4 separate regions of the Mus musculus genome follow, and all the other regions are linked to region 3. A link is a contact called in public Hi-C and HiChIP or PLAC-seq data. All regions are on one chromosome and are shown on one strand. The core of a region is the stretch at or near the end of the contact, and the rest is flanking DNA. Distances in the headings are between cores, read along the strand shown. Region 1 holds the start of Stxbp2 (syntaxin binding protein 2). Region 2 holds the start of Zfp358 (zinc finger protein 358). Region 3 overlaps Insr (insulin receptor). Region 4 holds the start of Fcor (Foxo1 corepressor).

The links. A called contact is a pair of places that touch in the nucleus more often than the background predicts. HiChIP or PLAC-seq counts read pairs in DNA pulled down with a chosen protein or histone mark.
Region 1: a contact with region 3 is called in an H3K4me3 HiChIP or PLAC-seq map of bone marrow-derived macrophages, with 2.5 times the contacts expected there. The contact joins the promoter of Stxbp2 here to the enhancer-like site in region 3. A contact is called at or near these places in 2 of 484 Hi-C or Micro-C datasets (CD4 T cells and neutrophils), 5 of 115 datasets of contacts at active chromatin or transcription factors (T-cell acute lymphoblastic leukemia, bone marrow-derived macrophages, memory CD8 T cells and 2 more) and 2 of 9 other capture datasets (adipose tissue and liver).
Region 2: a Hi-C map of uterus shows a contact between it and region 3. The contact joins the promoter of Zfp358 here to the enhancer-like site in region 3. A contact is called at or near these places in 1 of 39 promoter capture datasets (hippocampal neurons), 3 of 484 Hi-C or Micro-C datasets (double positive thymocytes, embryonic stem cells and uterus), 4 of 115 datasets of contacts at active chromatin or transcription factors (bone marrow-derived macrophages, microglia, pancreatic cancer cells and 1 more) and 3 of 9 other capture datasets (adipose tissue, liver and pancreatic islet).
Region 4: a FOXA1 HiChIP or PLAC-seq map of pancreatic cancer cells shows a contact between it and region 3. The contact joins the promoter of Fcor here to the enhancer-like site in region 3. A contact is called at or near these places in 2 of 39 promoter capture datasets (embryonic stem cells and pre-B cells), 9 of 484 Hi-C or Micro-C datasets (CD4 T cells, embryonic stem cells, muscle stem cells and 4 more), 7 of 115 datasets of contacts at active chromatin or transcription factors (astrocytes, embryonic basal ganglia, embryonic forebrain and 3 more) and 3 of 9 other capture datasets (adipose tissue, embryonic stem cells and liver).

Annotation. Positions count from the first base shown.
Region 1 is chr8:3,628,885-3,634,512 of GRCm38.p6, forward strand. Stxbp2 (syntaxin binding protein 2) reads left to right here and starts at 2,225. Exons shown (of 19, transcript NM_011503.5): 1 at 2,225-2,320; 2 at 3,336-3,385; 3 at 3,616-3,697; 4 at 4,407-4,483; 5 at 4,964-5,042; 6 at 5,136-5,239; 7 at 5,591-5,628. The coding sequence starts at 2,284.
Region 2 is chr8:3,489,958-3,494,984 of GRCm38.p6, forward strand. It overlaps Zfp358 (zinc finger protein 358), which reads left to right and starts at 3,181. Exons shown (of 2, transcript NM_080461.2): 1 at 3,181-3,352.
Region 3 is chr8:3,218,350-3,223,237 of GRCm38.p6, forward strand. The region is part of intron 2 of Insr (insulin receptor); the gene reads right to left. Among named protein-coding and RNA genes, the nearest start is that of Insr, 59 kb to the right of the region's middle. Within about 2 kb of position 2,807, at least 393 of the 459 cell types and tissues checked have an H3K27ac peak or open chromatin away from gene starts, as enhancers often do. A contact at or near this core is called in T-cell acute lymphoblastic leukemia, adipose tissue, astrocytes and 17 more, where this site is marked.
Region 4 is chr8:3,668,092-3,673,725 of GRCm38.p6, forward strand. It overlaps Fcor (Foxo1 corepressor), which reads right to left and starts at 4,300. Exons shown (of 2, transcript NM_001357661.1): 1 at 4,089-4,300; 2 at 3,094-3,305. The coding sequence starts at 4,277. The coding sequence ends at 3,168. It overlaps Mcemp1 (mast cell expressed membrane protein 1), which reads left to right. Exons shown (of 7, transcript NM_026985.1): 6 at 101-154; 7 at 241-814. The coding sequence ends at 254.

The DNA.
Region 1 (5,628 bases), core at 975-3,474, 410 kb after region 3:
ATGTCTAGTCTACTACTTTCCCTGCTCTGGACTCCTCTAGATACCTCTGGCTGCACTCTCCCTTGTATATACAGTCATGTTCTCATTTTCACTCTAGTTTGACTTAGCTAAGAAGCCTGGTCACTGCCACTCTCCACTCCTGCTACCCACTTCTAGCTCCTGCCAGACACTTCCCACTCATATTAGGCACTTCTCACTTTTCTCCTGTCAGTCACCCTCACATGTAGCTCGCCCCTTGATCTCATATAGGATTTTTTTGAGAGACAATATGATATCATGTAACCTAACCTGGCTATTAAGAATCTATGTAGTCATGGATGGAATTGAATTCTGGATCCTCCTTACCTCTAGAAGTCACTGTGATTAATGTGTAGGGCACTATGATTGGCTTATGTGGTGCTGGGTTGGAACCCAGAGCTTTGTGCATAGTAGGCAAGCACTCTAACCAGCTGAGCTCCATTCCTAGCCACAACTTGGAGACTTAAGCAGCATCAAGAAACTAGCTCAGATGAGCAAACCCACATTCACAACTACCACCCATTAGATCTGAAACCTTGTGTCTGTGATTGATATAGAGACTGTTGCCCCTATGTCACAGGGTGTCAGCTCCTCTCTAGAGAAACAATGGAAGCAGGCCTCAAAATTCTGAGTTTAATTTGAATCACCTACCATATGTGTGTGTGTAAGTGTGTTTGATCTGTTTGTGTGTCAGCACATGGATGCAATTGTCACCCTGTGTGTGTGGCTCCTAAGGTCATAAAACTGTAACAAATAGCTGGAGTTGTAGCTCAGTAGTAAAGTACTTAGCAAATACATGTATGATCCTGTGTTTGATCCTCAGTCTCTCTCTCTCTCTCTCTCTCTCTCTCTCTCTCTCTCTCTCTCCCTCACACACACACACACACACATACACACACACATACACATACACTTTTAAGGACTAGGAATTCCTTCAAAGCTCATGAACCGTCACGGAAGAAGGGGGGTGGTACGAATGTAAAAGGAGGAGGCTAGGCAAAAGTACATTACATGGACGTTATATTCATGAACTTCCTGTACTCTTGGTGTTACCTGTGCAAGATCAGGCCAACATATCAGTTGGGTATGAGCGCCAACTGAGCTCAATGTGCCTCAAAACAAAATAAGAGAGGATGTGAAGTGTGTGGGGTGAGGCTATGCATTTGGAGGTATCGGGGTGGGGCGGGCGAAGGAAGTTGGGGGTGGATGATATGATTGTTACAGGCTAGAAACTCTCGTTCTTTTCCGAACTATTGGAATTTATTATGTACAACAGGAGATTATATGTATAATTATTAAATGTATAGATTATATGTGTAAATTATTATTTGCAAAGGAGAGAGAGAGAGCCTTTCTTCAGTGATGTAGCCGTTGGTAAGTTGTTTATGCTCCTGTAAGCAACCCCTGTTAAAACCCATTGGGACACACACACACACACACAAACAGCAAGACATGCAAATAGAAGGGGTACTAGTTGGGAAGGGGAAAGGGATCAATCAAAATGGGCATAAGAGGGGAATGAGGGTGAATGTGATCAACATACATTATATGCATGTATGAAATGTCATAGTAAAACCCATTACCGTGTGCTATAAATACATGCTAATGAAAACGACTGAGGAGCATTCCTTCATGAACAGGCACAGATATGTGGTCATAGTCTTCGAGTCTATGTTTCTCCTTCACCACGGGGCTCTTACAGAATGTTAAGACTGAGAGCAAACTGCATAGAAAAGGCACCTAGCGGAGTCTCCCATGTACTCCCTCGGAAGTCTACCGAGCGTTGCCCAAGCTTGTACTACTAGTCTTTGGATCCCGGAAAGCAGTTGTGCAGTTCCAGATTTAGAAAGTCCCGCTGTCCTTTGAGTGGGCACACTATATCACAGACGGAAGAATTTCTGGACAGGGTGGTATTTGTACTCGGAGCGAGATGAGTATTTTTACCGCGCTGTCATCGCGCTAAGCAAATTGATCCCAGTGTGTGTGAGCAAGGGAATATTTAAGACTCCCGAGGGCGCACGCACAAACTGGCGATCGTCCGTTCGAGTCCCTGTCATTGTGCCTTCCCCTGAAGTGGAGCCAAGTGGTGCTGCTGGGACCCAGCTTCCTAGACGTAGAGAGAGAGAGAACAGATGGACCGGGAGGCGGACCAGGTGCGCAGAGGGCGTGGACCGAACCCACGGGGTGGGGCCCACGTGGATGACGCGTAGAGCCACGCCCCCACCTTGGGACCGACCCGGAAGCAGCGCTATTCCTCAGGGGAAGATGGCGCCCTTGGGGCTGAAGGCGGTGGTAGGGGAAAGTGAGTGTCACCCCGCGGCGGGGCTCTGGTGTTTTCTTGGCTGTCCCTTGGGGGATCTGGGGACCTCGGGAGAGGTGAGGTGCACGGATTCCGAGATCCCGGGATCTTGACGGTGGGGAGAGCACCTGACTCCTGAGGGGACGGGCGGGGTCTTGGGCCCAGCTGGACTGCCTGCCCCTCAGTTGCAGCTGGCAGAACAAAGTTGGGATGGGGAGGACTCAGACAAGGGAGGAGAGGGAGGCACCTCTAGGACACGTCTAGACCTTTGGGCTGCCTCCGCTACAGGCTGACGAGTTTCTGAACCCTGAAAGTTCAGGGGCTGGACTCAGGGGTCCTACAGTGACCTGGTCAACGACCCCACGTATTGTATGAGCACCCAGGTGTGCACATACCCCATGGGGGCGATGAAGGGGACACCTCATTCTCATCATGCCTGGGAGCTCCTTAGAAGGTTTGACTTCTCCTTGCAAGCTAAAGTTCTTGGTGGGGACAAGAGGGCTTGAGGATGCCCCTCCCCCACCTCCAGTAGTTCCGGCCTCAGGCACTTCTTCCGCCCTGATAACAGTGGACTCGACACTCTGGTGCACTGGCCAGGCTCTGGGCAAGGCCACCTTTCTTTCCCCTTTCCCCTACTCCTTCTTCTGGACAGAACAGGTTTTTGTGGAAAGGCCCAGTACCTTGGTGTTAAAAAGAAACCTCCCTACATAAGACAAGGGTTAGTGGGAAGCAGGCTTAGAGGTTGATAGGAACCTTCAGAATGCCAGGCATTCTAGTCTAAGGTACACCAGGAGGCCCTCAATCTCATTCACTCAATTCTCTAAGATGTACCTGACCTCTGAGCTTTGTACCGAGTAGACACGAGGGTACTTAGCTAAGTTATCTGACCTCAGAGCACTTGAATTTGACCAACTGTAAATTGGGGGTAATGCCAGGAGCTTCAACTCAGGATCCAGGTTGGGGGTCCAGCTTAGAGGACAAGTGTCCCAAGCCCTCTTCCCTTCTTTCTTCCCTGTAGAAATTTTAAGCGGCGTCATCCGGAGCGTTAAGAAGGATGGCGAGTGGAAGGTAGGGGCTGAGGCAGAATGCCTGGAGACCCAGGGGCAGCCTTTTACCCAGATCTATGCAGTGCCCCAGGCTATGAGAGTTGCCTCCAGAATTCCTTGAATAAGCTGTTAATCCATAGGGGTGGGTTTGGGTAGATGGATGCCCCACTGCCTCTGATTCTCCTGGGACCAGCTACAGACATTTTTGTACGGCTCACCTCTCCTTGTGTCTATACCCATTCATCTGGTCAGGTCCTCATCATGGATCACCCGAGCATGCGAATCTTGTCATCCTGTTGTAAAATGTCAGATATCCTGGCGGAGGGCATCACCAGTGAGTGGATGAATCTGAGGTGGACCCTTGAATGTGGGGTGTCTGGATGTATCCCTTGAGTGTGAGATCCCTTCAGACTGGTTCAGTCTGAAGTTCTCCCTACATAGCCTGGAGGAGGTTTATAGGATTCCTTCCATGTAGGATTTCCTGATTACAATCCCTAAAGGGTCAGCCTCACTGACTGTAACCAACTCAACCTCCTGAGCAGAGAATATAACATATAGCGCCTTTGACAGAGTGATTGCCTAACATGAACAAATCCCCGAGTTCAGTCTCTAGCTCCATGTAAAATAGTCATAGTGGCAAATGCCTGTAATCTCAGCCCTCAGGAGGTGGAGGTGGAGTATCACAAGTTTAAAGTTAATCAGCTTATGAGTTCAAAGCCAGCCAGGGCTAATGAGCCCCTGTCTCATGCAAATAAAACAATGACTGTGCAGTCCCTGTAAGGTGTCTCTGTAAGAAGCTCGGGTGGACTCTGGGTTCTCAAGAGTGTATAGACACCAAAAGTATGGCTGTGGTACTCCAGATGTGCCGAACCTTGACTGTAGCTCTTTAAGTGGGGAACCTTAGGTGTATATTTCTATTTAAGACCCTAAGGGAATAGTACCAGCCTTTAAAACACCACCACCATGGGTCCAGTTCCCCACACCTGAGACTCCCCTGTCTCCTCCATGTCAAACATTTGTATGTCTTCCTCTGTTGCTTTTAGTCGTGGAAGACATCAACAAACGGAGAGAACCCATTCCCAGCTTGGAGGCAATTTATTTGCTGAGTCCCACGGAGAAGGTACCTATAATAGTGAGCCTCTGCGTGCGTGGAGTTGTGTGTGCTTGAATGGTATACTGTCAGTAGTATCTGAATGTGCATAATATAATATATGTGTGCTCACACAATGCATACATGCACACTTGTCACCATACCCGTGTATGTGTATGCAAATGCCAGTGTATATGTGTATATATCAGAATTGTACAGATGCATGTCAGGTAGCATGTATGCATGTGTGCACATGTCAATCAGGACATAGGTATTTATGCATACATGTGTATGTGCATGTCAGAATGTGTGGGTGTATGTGTGTGCATATATCAGAATTCAGGCATGTGTATGCATAAGCATGAGTGTACAGAATGTGTGCATGTGTCGACGTATGTGTGTAGGTTGACAGTCGCACATAGTGGGGAAATGACCATCAGCTGGGGATCCCTTGCAGAAGATAGACCTGGGGTGCAGAGTCTGACTCCAACAGTAATCTCTCCTCCCCAGTCGGTTCAGGCCCTGATTGCGGACTTCCAGGGAACACCAACCTTCACCTACAAAGCAGCCCATATCTTCTTCACTGACAGTGAGTGAGGCGAACCAGGGTGTAGGTTGCTGTGCTGAGGTGGGGAGTTTGATGACAGGACATTGGTCTGACGGTCTCTCCCTGCCAACCCAGCATGCCCTGAGCCCTTGTTCAGTGAACTGGGCCGCTCTCGCCTGGCGAAGGCGGTGAAGACATTGAAAGAGATCCACCTTGCCTTCCTCCCCTATGAGGCCCAGGTACAGCCCAGCCTGTGGTGGGGAAGGGGCGGGCTGTCCTTGACTGAGTGTCCAAGCTCCCGCTGGAACGCACAGAGCACCGACAGGGACTGAACAGTTCACAGGCCCTTTCCTGGGGCCCTAGCCTTGTGCACATTCCTAGCAGGCAGCATGGAGTATGGGGCAGAATTGTCAATTCTCCAAAGTGGAAAGGAGCAAGGAGCTCTCTCTGTTCCCTCTCAGCATCAGCTGGGTCCTACCCTAGCCTGCTTCAAAGCTGGCAAAACAGGTCCCAGAGGATATCGAAGACCCCCAGGAAATGCCAGGACAGCAGTGGGAAGTTGGTGATGGTGACACTTCTGTCCTTCCTAGGTGTTCTCTCTGGATGCCCCACATAGCACCTACAACCT
Region 2 (5,027 bases), core at 1,931-4,430, 270 kb after region 3:
CCTTCTGGCTTTCACCTCTTTTTTTTTCTTTTTTAACTCACTGTGTAGATCAGGCTGGCAGGCTTCTCCCCTCTGAGTGCTTAGGTTAAAGACGTGCACCACCATGCCTGGCCACATCACAATCTTTTCAATTGTGCCAAATTGGGCCAAATGTTACTGGGTCCTGTCTCTTAGCAGCAGACCATCTATCTAGTTGAAAGTCAAAACTGGCCAGGCAGTGCTGGCTCATGCCTCTTAATCACTGAGCCATCTCTCCAGCCCCAAGAACATTTTGTTTTTAGTTGCTTTTGCTCCTGCCTCTATCTCCCAAGTGTTAGGGAGTGATAGGATTGGTCAGTGGATAAAGGCACCTCCTGCCAACCTGGTAACCTGGGTTCATTTCTTGGAACTCTTATGAAAGAGGGAGAACGTTGACTCTCCTGTGTTGTCTGTCATCTGACTTGCACATATGGGCACTCACTGAAGCCTTCTCTACAATAAACACATTGTTTAAAAAATATTTATTTAAAAAAAAATGGGCTGGTGAGATGGCTCAGTGGGTAAGAGCACCCGACTGTTCTTCCAAAGGTCTGGAGTTCAAATCCCAGCAACCACATGGTGGCTCACAACCATCTCATAACGAGATCTGACGCCCTCTTCTGGAGTGTCTGAAGACAGCTACAGTGTACTTATATATAATCAATAAATAAATCTTTAAAAAAATATTTATTTTATGAATATAAGTGTTTGCTTACATGTATGTATGTGTGCTGTGTGTATGCCTGGTGCCAGAAGAGAATGTTAGATCCCCTGGAACTGGAGTTACAGAGGGTTGTGAGCTGCCATGTAAGTACTGGAAACTAAATCTGAGTCTTCTGCAAGAGTTGCCAATCCATCTTAACAGCCCCATAAATGTAATTAAAAAAAAAAAAAAAAAAAAAAAGCAAGGTCGGGGGGCTGAAGAGATGGCTCAGTGTTTAAGCACACTGACTGCTCTTCCAGAGGTCCTGAGTTCAAATTCCAGCAACCACATGGTGGCTCACAACCATCTGTAATCAGATCTGATGCCCTCTTCTGGAGTGTCTGAAAACTGCTACAGTGTACTTACATATAATAAATCAATCTTTTTTTTTTTTAAGGTGGAGGCAAAAGTATTAGAAGTTTAAGGACATCCTCAGCTACATAGTAAATTTGAGGTCAACCTGGGCTACAAGAGACCTTGTAGAGGAAAAGAGGAGGGAAGGGAGGGAGGAGACTAATATCTGTGTACAGTGAGACTGATCTCAAGGGGAAAAGAGGGTGCTCTCTGGAAGGGGGTGTTGGGAGACTTCTGTGGGTGGCATGGACTCAGGCTGGGTAGTTTTAGGGAAAATTATGGTTAGTGCCATGGTTATGGTTAATCCCAGTCTGTGGCTGGGATTCCAGCTACTTTTATCTCAGCGATGTGGGTGGGTTGAAAGTAGTGTGGGTTATGGCTGGCAAACGGGCAGTCATGTGTGTTATGGGGACAAGAGGAGATGTGTGGTCATTGTTCTAGCTGCAACCTATTCTTGTGTCTATCTTAATTCAGCTTTGGTCAGAGGGTAGCCTTGCTGTACCATTAATTTCTCTTTGTGACCACTGTTTATACTCAGGCAGCAACATCCAGAGTCCAGCTGCCAGATCCCCCTGGGCTTGTTTTCATTCCCCCTGCGGTGGAGGGAGCTGGGGCTTTAAAGTGTGGTCTAGAGCCTTCCTTGGTCCTGGCTAACGTCTTCCAGAAATCAGCTCTTGGTCCAGCCTCCTGGACTGCCTCTGGTGTCACCTGTCATTTGAATAGGAAGCTGAGAAAATGGAAGGATCAGAGGGCAAAAGGTTACCTAAAATTAGTGAAAGATTCTACTATCAACAAAAACTCTGTGTGTGTGCACTTGTGTGATAGAGACAGGGGAGGGGGAGAACTTGTACTTACACATATATGTGGACTAGAGAGATTGACTTCAGGTGTCTTCCTCAATGGGTCCCACCTTATTTTAATTTTTTAAAATTGCATTTATTTATGTAGTGGTGTGTGTATATCTTCCATGTGGAGGTTAGAAAATAGTTTGATCTTTCCACCCATGTTGGTCCTAAGGAATCAGACTCGGGTCCTTGGCCTTTCACCAAGCACCTTTACCCACTAAGCCACTTGGTTGTCCCTCCAACCTTACTTTTTGAGACACAGTCTCACAATGACCCTGGGAGCTCACTGATTCAGCTAGACTGGCTGGCCAGTGAGCCCTTGGGTCTTCTTGCCTCAGCCACCTCAAAGCTAGGATTCTAGATACCCACCACTGAATCTGTCCTTCCACATAGGTGACAGAGATCTCAAGCCAGGTCTTCAGCTTCTGCAACAAGCAGTTTACCGACTGGGTCACCTCTCTAACCACCTGTCTTACCACAAACCATCACCCACTGAGCCATTTTGACAGCCCTAAACTTTCTGAGATAATACTAGATGAAGAAAAGACAAGTGCATATTTAAATTGCAGGCCTTCTCAAAGCACACCCTCCCCCGGCCTCTTGCTTATATAATTTGAGTATCATGATAGCTGGTGTTTGAAACAAGATAGAGAAATGAAAAAGAAGGCAAGACAAAGGTAGGCAGAGACAAAAGGCAGAGGCAGAGAAAATGACTGGGCCAGAGGCAAAGAAATTAAAAGAGGAAAAAATAAATTACGGTAGAGAAGGAGAATGGGGAAAAAAGGAGGACTGGAGAGATAGTTCAGCATGTAAAAGTGCACGGCCAAGCCTGCAGACCCTGGTTCTATCCCTGGGATGGAATAAGGAGAGAACGGACTCCTGGAACTTATCTACTGATTTCCCCATGCGCAACACGGCATGCATAGGCACTGAATCCATTTTTTAAAGAAGATAATGAAAGAGATGGAGAGGAGGGGACAGAATGGAAGAAAGATGGACAGATGGAGACAGAGATACAGATGGAGAGTCAAGATCGGGGGTCGGAGAAGGGGCCCGAAAAGTCACATGGGTGCATGGAGGGTTAGGGTGGCGCGGGTTGGTAGGGCGCAAACAAAGACTGGACGCGCGCCAGCTCGGGTGGCCCTGGTCGGGACAAAGGCTTGGCCCGGGGGCGGGGGGGTGGGGTGGGGCGGCGCGGGGGCAGCGATGGCGCCGGCCGCGGAGGGCTCGAGCGAACTACAAGTCCCAGCAGCTCCCGCAGCGGCCCTCGGCCGGCCCCTCTCGCTCCCCGGGAGTGCCTGGCGGGGCCGCTGGGCCGAGGGGGCCGCCAGCGGGTCTGGCGATCGGTGGGGTTTCCTGCAAGCCTGGGGCGGGGAGACACCGGCTGGCCAGCGCGAGTGCAGCCAGGCCGGGCAGGGGCGAGGGGCATCGGGTGAGTGACCCCGAAAGCGGATCGGGCTGGATTGGGGAAGGCTGGACAAAAGGGGGAGGTGGTTGGGAGGAGACCCCTCAACACTAAGAGCAGGGTGCGGGGCGCGGCCCCAGGCTATCTCTACGCACCCCTTGCAGAGTACATGGTGCCAGCGCTCTACTTGGGGGGTCAAGGTGGCGGACGCGGTGGGAAGGGGGTCCGGAGGAGCTCAGGCCTAGTACGTTTATCCGGCCAACGGCGGGACCACCCCCTAATCTACAGTGAATCTGAGATCCGGATGGGTGGAGGCGCCCGCTAGCTCGGAACCCACAGAACAGAACACCTCCTTGTTTCAGAAGGGGGTTCTTTTTTTCTGGAAACCAAGAGAAGCTTGGGGCATTGTTCTTCCTATGTGGGACTTTATACTCCATAGTGTGTGTGTGTTCAGAAGGGAGGTGTCGTGTTACCTCAAGAATCCCAAGAAAAATCCCAGTTATTGTTATCTTCCACATTCAGTCTTAGGATGTAGAGCTCTGGAAGCTCATTTTCCCAAGAGATGATCGGGGTGCACCTGCCCTCTGCACATCTACGAGACAGATGTGAGTTTCCATTCAAGATGGGAGTTCATGAGGCTGCTTCCTTCGAAGGCAATCTAAAAATACCTTGTCTCCAGAAATCTGGGCGGAGACCCCGGGGTACTGCCCACTAATCTCCAGCAGTTGGGCCTAGGTAGAGAAACTGTTGGGGGAAACTCAGCGCCCCTCTGTGTACTATCTCCTGACTGTGAGGTTGGGGTCAGGTAGGTCTCCCTAGTCCCCTGGAGCCCAGCCCAACAAAGAGTTCACTTAGCCCCAAGGTAGAGAGGTGTTACTCTTTCTCCACATCTGCCTCTTTCCCTAAAACAGTCTTCATACCCTAATCAAGGAGTGTGTGGTTCAGGAACTCCCTTCCCTTGAAGACATTCCTCCTCAGCCCTCTGTGCCCCACCCCCCAGTTCTCTCTGTAACCCCCCAGAGGCCCCCCCCCAAGCTATAGTTATCACCGGCTCTTCACCAAGGGGTTAAAATCCACAATCTTATAAGCCAATTGGAAAATTGCTATATTAACTGCTCTCTCCACCCTCTGGCTGTGGAGTTCTTAGTGATCCTTCTGCCCCTTTCCCCAGAAGGGGGCCATGTATGCACCCCTCCTTAGTTTTGAAAAACGTTATTATTTTGTAGCCCAGGCTGATCAGATCTGCCAGCCTCATCCTCAAAAGATGCTGGGATAACAGATGTGTGCCACCACTGCTAGCTCAGGTTTCCACTCCCTGTCCTCTGGTTTAAGACAGAACATATCTCACTCAAGCTAGAATTCTAGAGAGGTCTAGAATTCTTTCCTGGAAGCAAACAAGGAGCCCTGCAGTTTTCACCGTGACAGAGAAGGACTACTAGGTATCCTTAACTTCCCATCCTTACCACTACCCATTCTACTTCGGTAAGACAAGTCACACACATTCCCCTCTTTATCAGGGACCCCCAGATCTACCAGTTTGCAGGGTGGGGCAAGAATTCAGACCATGACCTCATGAAAAAAGAACCACAACACCCTTTCCCCCAGATTTAGGGTATCAGATCTGAGAACCGCCTTCCATAACACCCAAGTCCACGTACTACATAGAGCTCGGGATGGGGGTCTGGGATGCCGCTCAGAGGGT
Region 3 (4,888 bases), core at 1,557-4,056:
TCATAAAACACAGAACAGGAACATAACCAGAGGAAGAGGAGAGAGGAGGAGGAAGAGGAGGAGGAGAAGACTAGAAAGCAACAAGAGGAAAGAAGCAAATGAAAAGGAGAGAGGAAGAAAGAATAGAGGATGAAGAAAAGAAAAGGGGATAAGAAGGAGAAGTAAAGTGCAAGCAAGTAGCCAGAGTGTTTGTTTCTGTCAACTCAACACAAGCTAAGATCATCTGGGAAGAAGGAACCTCAGCTAAGAAAAGTGTTTCCATCTGATTGGCCTGTAGGCAAGCCTATGAGGTTTATTTCTTAAATAAGGATTGATATGAGAGATTCCCAGTCACCATAGGCACTGTTATCCCTGAGCAGGTAGTCCTGGGTATAAGAAAGCAAGTTGAACAAGTCATTAATCAGCACTCCTCCATGGTCTCTGCTTCAGGTCTTGCTTCAGGTTCCTGCCTTAACTTGGAAGTAAAAGGTGAAATAAGCCCTTTCCTCCCCAAGTTGCTTTTGATCATGGTGTTTATCACAGCAACATAAACCAAACTAATAAAAAGAGTAAATCTTCTTGCACGAATTCTTTTCCCTGTGTGTGCCTTGTGACTGCAACATCCTCTTAACGAATCCAGTCAGAAATGTTTCAAATAGCCAGGCAGTGGTGGTGCACGCCTTTAATCGCAGAGGTATGCAGATCTCTGTGAGTTTGATGCGACCATGGTCTACAGAGTTCCAGGACAGCCAAGGCTACACAGAGAAACCCTATCTTGAGAAATACTTCTCCCCTCAAAAAAAAAATTTTTTTTCAAATAGTCTTACCAGTAATACCTGGATAACCCAACACTGGCTTCCAGGTAGGATGTGTTGGGAAAGGCAAGGTATTTACATATTTTCTTCCCCAACAATAACAATTCACTTTAGAGACATTAAAACGTCACTGTTGTAATAAGAAAAGGAAGAAGGAAAGAAGAAAGAAAGAAAGAAAGAAAGAAAGAAGGAAGGAAGGAAGGAAGGAAGGAAGGAAGGAAGGAAGGAAGGAAGGAAAGTGAGCACTGAGATGACTCAGCCAGTGAGGGGCTTGCTGCCAAGCGTGACAATCCCTGAAACCCACAAGGTGGAGGAACTGAACTGAGCCTGACTCTCAAAAGTTGTCCTCTGGCCTCCAAAAGCTCTCTCTGGCACATGCATGCCCTCCCAACACAAATAAATAAATGTGATTTTAAAAAAAGATAAAGAGTTGTACAGATATAAAGTGTAACTGGATCAGGAGGAAAAACACGTGAAGAAAGACCACTGTAGTGATAGGCAGTAGAATTTCAATTTCTTAATTTGCATTGTCAAGGAGGCAGAGACAGAGCAGCTCTATGGAGTCAACCTGCTCTCCTGTCACATGGATTAGGTTCTCAGACATGTATGACCAGCAACCTTAACTGCTGAGCTACCTCAACAGCTCCAAACGAGGAGATTTTTGCAAGTGGATTAACATATTCTATTCGTGTTAATTTCCTAGTTCTGATTGTTGTGCCATCCTTGTATAAAGAGTTTTCTTGTTAGGAAACACACTCAAGAAGTAAGGGACACGGTTATTGTCACAGACGCCAGCAACACAGAAAAAAACTAATGCTTGCATAGGAATAGAGTGCAGAAATTAAAAAACAAGTAGAGTAAAAATGTCAGCAACTCACTCCCAGTCATCCAATTCCTACTTTTCTTTAAGTCCAAAACTACATGGCACGCCTGCCAAACCAACTTCTGCAAGTTTTCATCTGAAACACACACATGCACGCACGCACGCGCGCGATAAATGTGTTTTAACTGCATCAAAAAGAGCAACCCCTTGCCTAGAGCAAAGGCTAAATACTACAGTAGCAGAAGACACAGACCAGCTTTGCACTGTAAACAAATAACCAGTCCACAGAAATGCATTTCGACACCCGCCCCTCCCCACGTTGCTTTGCTTCAGGTGTTAAACCTTGTGCTTTCCTCGACAAACTACAGATGTGAAACAAAAAACAAAAACAAAATTTTAATGTCTCCACACCACTACACATACTTTATGACATTTCTTTCCAAAGCCTGATGTTGAGAGAGAGAGAGAGAGAGAAAGATTTATGCTCCCAAACATCATCACTGCTTTTCAGAAATTTCCAAATAGGAACAGTTGTGTCTTTTGGCTGAGAGCCTCTCAACTCTGCCGCCCTGAAGGTGAGATTTAGAAACGCCTTAAAATCATGTATTTGGTTTCCATTCCAAGCCTTTCTCTCCCTCACTGGGCCCCTGACCTCTGATGTTCGAGTCCCCCAAAGCCAAATCCCTCCCCTTTGGAATCTAGTAACTGATTTAATAGCCCTGAATTTTGACAGTTTGGGGTCAGCAGCAAGCCCTTATGAACTTGTATCCATCCTAGAACTAGAAGACGACCCTTTCCTATTCCAAAACAATAGGAGCATGATAGGCGCACGCGCGTTGGAGTCAGCTTTGGTTCTCGATGCAGGTCTTAGCAGACTGCAGGGTAGAAGACAGGAATATGGAAGAGTGAGAGGAGATGAAAGGGGGGGGGGGAAGAAAGGAAGCAGGGGAGGAAGGAAGAGAGAGAGAGAGAGAGAGAGAGAGAGAGAGAGAGAGAGAGAGAGAGAGAGAGAGAGAGAGAGGCGCGCAGGGGTAGGGGTGGGAGAGAGGATGTGTTTTGTGTGGGTGCGTGCAGCCGGGGTCGAAGTTCTGTTCCTACAAACAACGTGCCCGAAGACGGAGTATGCAAATGAAGGGTGCGGCTTGGCCGCTCGAAGCCCCTCCCACCGTGAACCAAGGCGACTGAGCAACACAAAAGCGTGCCTCACTCCGCTCCTCTGGATTCCAGGTCCGGTGGTAGCGGCCGCAGCGCCGCCCTCCGGCTCAGCCAATGGGCGGGCGTGCTGCGGTGTACTGGCTCCGCCACCCGTAGTGCGCGGGGCTCTGGGCTCCCTATTCTTCAGCTGGGACAGCCACCAGTGTCTGTCCCACCCACCCCCGAGAGCCTCTCCTAGGTTCAGGCCTTACGGGATCGCCCTGGAAGGCACACAATCTTGCAAACTTAAGTTTTGCAAAAAGGCGACGCTAAGAATGCAGAGTGCAAAATGTATCCATCGGGTGGTGCGGGGCGCTGGGCATGTGTCCAGGAAGAGATCTGGTCACCGCGTGGCAAAGCCCGGGAAGCCCGGGACGCCCGGGACACCCTGGCCCCAGACCTCAACTGGAGAGATGCCAGAGAAGGGCAGCGGCTCAGCCGGATCACACAGTAGGATCCCCTTTGTGGAACTGGATGGCAAGGGAGCAAGAAGCTAGTGTCTTCATCTGCTCAACACCCAGAAAACCAACAAGCGCAGGCATAGGTGCATTCTTTAAATAGACTGACTGAGGCTGGAGGTAGAGCTCAGCGGTTACTCAGGAAGTTCTGAATTCTAATGCCAGCACTAGAGGCTGTCTTTGCATCAAGGTTCTTTGATTTGAATACTGCACACTAGCTCAGTCCACGCTTCTTGTTTTCTTGACTCCAGTACACTAAAGAAGAGTGAAGGGAAGTTGTGCAATTAGCAGATCCTTCAGTTTGTGTGTGTGTGTGTGTGTGTGTGTGTGTGTGTGTGTGTAAATGGCTCAATAGATCAAGTGCTTGCTTGCCATGCAAGCATGAAGACCTGGCTTTAGAGCTCTAAAATGGACCAACAAAAGCCAACAGTACTAGTTTGTAATCTCAGGGCGGAGGTTGAGATCAGTGGATCCCTAGAAAGTGTTGGCTGCGTAGTCTTGCCAAAAGGGTGAGCTTCGGGTTCAGTAAGAGACACATGAAGGAGGAAGGCAAAGGACATTGAACTCTGGCCTATACACAAGTGGGGCACACAAAACACACTGTGTATGCAGTGTGTGCGTGTGTGTGTATGTGTATGTCCCACATATATTCCATTTACTGTACATAGTTGATATGATCTTACTCACTAAATATTAAAATATCTCTCCCCTTTAGATGTGAGAAAATAAAACAATAGCTAATTCATTAAAGTCGGCTCACCCAGAACTCAAACTCAGGCCCCCTGAAGGGACTAACTGGTGGTTGTTATCACTGAGTTATTTCCAATGGATTATGCTCAAGTGTTTCCCAGAAGGGAAGAATAATACAAGATATGCCAATGCATGAATCACCAGAACCCTCGAACAGTTCAGAGCTGATGAAAGGCAAAGTCCAAAGTTAAACTTGAGGAGGACAAATCTTGATCCACTGAGGGGAGAGGAGGGGAGGGGATGGGAGGGGAGGGGAGGGGAGGGGAAGGGAGGGGAGGGGAGGGGAGGGGAGGGGAGGGGAGGGGAGAGGAGGGTTCTGAGGAAGCCAAGGGAAAGAGTGAACAGGAAGGAAGATTCTGATGATGAATCCAGCAGGGGTAGAGTTGCCATGACTTAGTAGTTAGGCAGTGCCAGTTTCCACCTTAGGAGGTTGGAGATGCAGCTCAGTTGGTGTTTGCCTAGCAGATAGGAACCCTGGGTTCCATCCCTAACACCAGGTAAACTGGGCATTTTAATTCCAGTACTGAGGCAGAAGCAGGAGGATCAGGAGTTCAAGGTTACCCTCTTGCTATACAAGGAAGTTTGAGACCAACCTGGACTAGATGAGACCCTGTTTAAAAAATAAACATAATTAAAAAAAAAAATTGAACCTGAAAATCAGGCTTCTTAAGTAGCCTTGGGCTGTTCTGAGAAATCTCTTGCAAAGGGGCATTGACCTATGTTTCGTCTACTTTTTTTTTAATCTTTTCCTTGTATATGTCTAGGGTACACACTTTAGGCAGCTAACAATCAAAGTAAGATTTGTATACAGGTGTGTGTAGCCCCATACAAGTATGAAGTTCAGAGGGCAACTCTGGGGAATCAGTTCC
Region 4 (5,634 bases), core at 3,050-5,549, 450 kb after region 3:
CTACAGGGATCTGCTTCACTCAAACTGGAAACTACTAATGATGTCAGGGCTTTGTTTGCAGCCCCATTCCAGATTTATCTGTTTCCTCTCCTTCCCCCAGATATAACCCAAATCAAGAAAACTCTTGAGGCGCTAGAAAAGAAGGCACAGCCTCGTAAGTCAGGGCCGGGGAGGTGGACTGGGGTGGAGTCCCAGACCTAGTGCTGGTCTGCCTGACCTCAGGTCTCTCCTCTCTTACAGAGCCCAGTACATAAGAGGACACCACAGCAGTACCTGTGAAGACTCCGAATTGCACCTGCTAGTGAAGATGGCAGATGGGGGTGGGTACTGAGCTTGAGTGTGAACCTGCCGTGCATCCTCATATAAAAAAGATTCTCCACCAGGGGGAATGAGTGTTGAAGAGGTGTGTATGCAAATGAGCATTTGGGGTTTCCATGTATTCCAGGAGAAGGGTTTATGGTGGAAAGAGAACATGGCAGTCACAGCAGGTGTTACTCTTTATGGGCCACATAGGTGTATGCCCTGGCTTATGTGAGTATAGGCATGTCCTGGTTGGCAGCTATTCCCGAGAAGTCCCCAAAGTGTAAGTGACATGTAGGACATGCCTCCCCATTCTCTTGCTCATGTATGTGCATCTGGCTGTTCTGTATGTGTGTCACTGAAGTGGTGGGTGATAGACATCACCCTGGAGATGTGTCATGGCATGGGTCATTCCTAGTGTTTTTGGTCATGTCAGCTTGTGTGTTCAGGGCATGCACACAAATGTAGCCATCGATTTCTGCACTTGTATTTATGATTCAAGAAGATAAATGCCAAGGGAAATGATATGACTCTGGAGCTGTTTTGGGGAGGCCTGTGGGACAGAACTTTGGGACCTGGTGGGGAGATTGGATTTAGGGCTTTGGTTTGGTGATGAAACAAAACACCCAGTCCTGGAAGCCAGACATGGTGCAGCTGGACTGTAATTCCATCGCTTGAGAGGCTGATTGAGATAGGAGGATCATGAGTTCAAGGTCAGCTCTGGCTACAAAAGTAGAGCTGGGGTAGGGTAGTGAGATGGCTCAGCATGCAAAATGCACCGAGGCAGAACCTGACCTGAGTTTTATCCCTGGGGTCCACACAGTGGGAGCCCCACCTGCACACCAAGGTGAATGAAAGACACAATACTAAAATAATTAGAAAAAAAATACCCAAAGGAATCTATGCCCTACTAATGAGACATGTTGTAAAAAAAAGTATTTAATAAAAATTTCCAGTGCAGGGTTCCTTCCCACCTTAGACCATTTGTGTTCCCGAATGAAAGACACAAACTATGCCATATATTTTAAAATATGCCTTAGGCAGCTCAATGGCTGAACAGCTGCCCATGGTCCATGCCGTTAGAATCCACTTTCCAACTGATAACTCCAAGTCATTACTCACTAAATTCTATGTTCTGTCTGGGCTGCTCTTAACTTCATTTATCCAGCCCACATGGCCACGCTTTTATGGCTCTCCTTCTCCCTCCTGCACCATAGTCCTCTTCCATGGTGGCTCTCCTTCTCCCTCCTCTTCCTCATGGTCTCTAGCCTGGGGAAACTTCAACCCTGCCTATGTCATGTCTCTTCTCCCCAGTTATTGGCTGCTGGCATCTTTATTTGCCAATCAGAATTAATTGGGGGTGGGGTCCCTCAGGCTACCTGCAGACTCCAAATCTTGGAGGCCATCCCTTAGCATTTTGACAAACAGTAAAAAGACAAAACCTCAGCAAGACACTTGCTCATCCATGAAATAGATGATAGATCGGCAATGGCCAGAAAACGGAAACAGCCTAGATGTCCATCAACTGGTGAAAATGTGCTGCATATATACAGGACAGAATTTACTCAGCACCAAAGGAAAATGAAATAATGACATCGTCAGGAAAATGGATGTGACTGGAAATCATTGTGTTAGGTGAAATAAGCCTAGAATAAGGTTGGAAACAAAACAAAACAAAACAAAGCACCCCTAAACCAAAGACTGTATATTGTCTCTCATATGTGGAGTCTAGCTTCCAATATTGTGTGTGTGTGTGTGTATGTTAGAATGGGTGCATGTAGAAACCACTAAGATGGAAAGATCCCATGAGAGGGGTTGGGAGAGAAGCCTCAGGGAGAGGGGTTGGAGGGCAATAGAGCACAGGCAGTAAGAGAGTAGAGGGAGGATCCTGAGATGGTTGGATCTAAGTGGGATTGGGGCCAGGAAAATGGGTGACTTAGTCAGGGTTTTACTGCTGTGAACAGACACCGTGACCAAGGCAACTCTCATAAGGACAACATTTAATTGGGGCTGGCTTACAGGTTCAGAGGTTCAGTCCATTATCACCAAGGCAGGAGCATGGCAGCATCCAGGCAGGCATGGTGCAAGAGGAGCTGAGAGTCTTACCTCTTCATCTGAAGGCTGCTAGAACACTGGCTTCCAGGCAGCTAGAAAGCCGGTCTTAATGCCCACATCCGCAGTGATGCACTTCCTCCAACAAGGCCACACCCACTCTAGCCAGGCCACACCTCCAAATAATGCCATTCCCTGGCCAAGCACATTGAAACCACCACAGTGGAGAAGCAGAGAGTTGAGGGGATAGTCAACCCAAAGTAGGTATGTATGAAAATATCATAAAATAAGCTAATTAAAAATAGCAATAAAAGAACAAATGTTCAGTGTAGATTTCTGCATGGGCTTGAACCTGTCCCTGGGGTGTGGCTGCTGGAGCAGACCCTTACCCTCCAGGGTGCACACGAGTATAAGTGTGCCTCTGTGTGCTGGCAGCCTAAGCCCTGTAATACGTCCCTTACTGTCTCTGAATGCATGGATATATACGAGCCCCTAAGTGAGTACCCAGAGTGCGTATGTATAGCTGAGCACACCCTACTAGTGTCTGAGCATTATGTGTCCCCTTCCACCATATATAATACAAATAAAGGAAACCCTGTAGTCATGTAGGGGTAGACAAATGCGTATAATAAGCCCAGGCCTAGGGAGGCATAGCGTGAAACTCTAGACTAGATGCAAGTCTGCCTGTCCCAAGGTCTCTCCTTTTCCCCCATAGTCAGCTGTAATAGAAAGACATCAACATCAGACTCAGATGACTCTGTATTGTCCTTGCTAGTGAAGGTAGAAGGCGGGGGAGTTACATTAGGCTATGCATGCTAGCACATGCCTTTAGTCCCAGCATTTAGGAGGCAGCAGCAGGTGGATCTTTGTGAGTTCAAGTCCAGCCTGATATATAGAGTTCCAATAGAGCCAGGGCTCTGTAGAAAGACTCTCTCACCACTACCATCACCACACTAAAAAAGAAAGAAAAAGAAAGTGGGGGTTATCTTTTTACCCTAGTTTCAGTGTGTATTATTTATTAATAGAAAAATCACTCCTCACGATGAATGACATGGAAATATACCATGCAAGGCTGGAGAAATGGCTCAGAGGTTAGGAGTGCTTCCTGCAATTCCCAGGACCCTGAGTTCAGTTCTCAGCTCCCCTTTTGGGCAGCTCACAACTGTTTGTAGCTAGCTTCAGAAGATCTGATGTTACCTCCTAGCATGCACGCACACATTTCTTTATTTTAATAAATTTATGTTTATTTAGATGTATTTGTGTGCATGTCTGTGTGTATGCCACATGTATACAGGTGCTTTCGGGAGGTCGTCTGGAGCTGGAGTTACAGGCATTTATGAATTGCCTGATGTGTATGCTAGACATTGAACTCAGGACCTCAGGATTCACCATTTAAGTGCTCTTAATAACGGAGACATCTCTCTAGCCCAATAAATCTTTTTTTTTTTTTTTTAAAAGGAAATTCACCAAGCCTCAGATTCTTGGATATACATAAAAGAACATGTGCCCTAGGGCATGCACATTATCCTGAGACCAGAGGCTAACTGCCCTAGAAAAGCAAGAGATCATAGCCCAGTGCCAGCTAGTGTCAGGCACGATCCTGGTAGACACGCGCTCCCCCTTGTGGCAGTTTTCCGTACACCCCTGCTCCTCCCCCGTACCTGCACGAAAAGCTCCCCTTTTAGGACTCCCCTTCAGAGCATTTTGCTAAGATCCGGTGCAGTTCCCAGCCCTACCTGCACCGGTCTCATCCTTTCTCTGTGTATCTGCGCTGCGTCTCCCAGTCTATCTGCTTTGGATGGTCCTGCGGTGGTGAAGTGGAAGTCTCGAAGTCCCGGCCCTGGAGCAGCTCTGGTGGAAGGGCCTCCTAAGCATTCCGCAGAGCCCTCTTCCTGATGGCGGCGTGTAGGACCGCCCATTCCCATCCATCCTTGCAAACCCGGGGTCTGGTGCGTGCACAGCGGGGAAGGGCTCGGCTCCAATTCCATTTCACAAGAGTGTTCTTGCTTCACCCAGAGAGGCGTCCTAGGCTCCAGTTCACCGTCCTTTCCAGGAACCTTCTGCTACCATCTCGCTCTTTGGTCTGCTGTGGCTTCATAGTCTCCTCTAGGAGAGATGGCCTCTGTCTCCTTCCTAAAGGGTTAATGTAGCGAGGCAGGTCAGGGTCCTGGCAAAGGACCACCGGAGAAGGCAGGTGATATACTTTTCTCTTCCATAATTCCTCTTCTTTCCCCTAGTATAGGTTGGGCTAATACGGTGTAGGCTACTCTATCCATCCCCCTTCGCTTTTCCTTTCCCCTTTGGATGCTGGCCTGAGTATGCTTTTAAACTTCCTAACAGTCTGGCTTGGGTTTTCCTTAGTCCTTTTTCTAGAGCTCCAGTCCCATCAAGTGTGGCTGACCTCCATGACAGCGGATCTTCTTCATTCTCCTTGGCTTGCTTGCCCTGAGACTACAGGTTGCCTGCCCTGGACTTTCCATTTTAAACTCGAATAAATTGCCCCGAAAATTCCATTTGAGTCAGTGTCTACATTTCTGACTTTTTCTTCTCTGTAGCCTAAGCTGACCTTAAACCAGACCCGTTGTTACAGATGGCATGGCTGTTGGCCGGGTTGGGGATTCATAGCTCATACGTTTATGTTTTCACCTATGAGTTATATCCACCTAGTTACAATCAGAGGGACCCAGGGCACTTCCACTCCGGCGAACACTAGAATATAAAAGCCCCAGGCAGATGTCTTCCTTCCTCCTATCTCCCCAGGCTTTGGATCCAGGCTTTGGATCCAACGTGACTTTGAGGTGCTTGGGAAATGTCTGTTGACTGAGGGCCAGTGAGAAGAGTCAGAGAGTACAAGTGTCTCTTGGAGGGCAGTCATGATAGATCCCTTTTGGTGAGTGCTCCATAGCCTCAGTAATAGTGTCAGACCTTGGGACCTTCCCTTGAGCTGGATCCCACTTTGGGCCTGTTGCTGGACCTCCTTTTTGGGAGTCAAGCAATCTTATCCATGGCGTTCCAGTGTCTTCTTTTCTCTGTCACTTTTTTTTCTGTCATTGGTTCTTTTGAGACAGGGTCTTACTCTATAACCTTGGCTGGCTTTGAACTCAAAACCCATTCTGCTTTAGCTTCCTAAATGCTGAGACTACCTACAGGCCTGAGTCACTGTAACAGCTCTCTCTCTCTCTCTCTCTCTCTCTCTCTCTCTCTCTCTCTCTCTCTCCCTCTCTCTCTCCCTCCCTCCCTCCCTCCCCCTGTGTTGTTTTGTTTATGGCAGGGTCTCGCTAT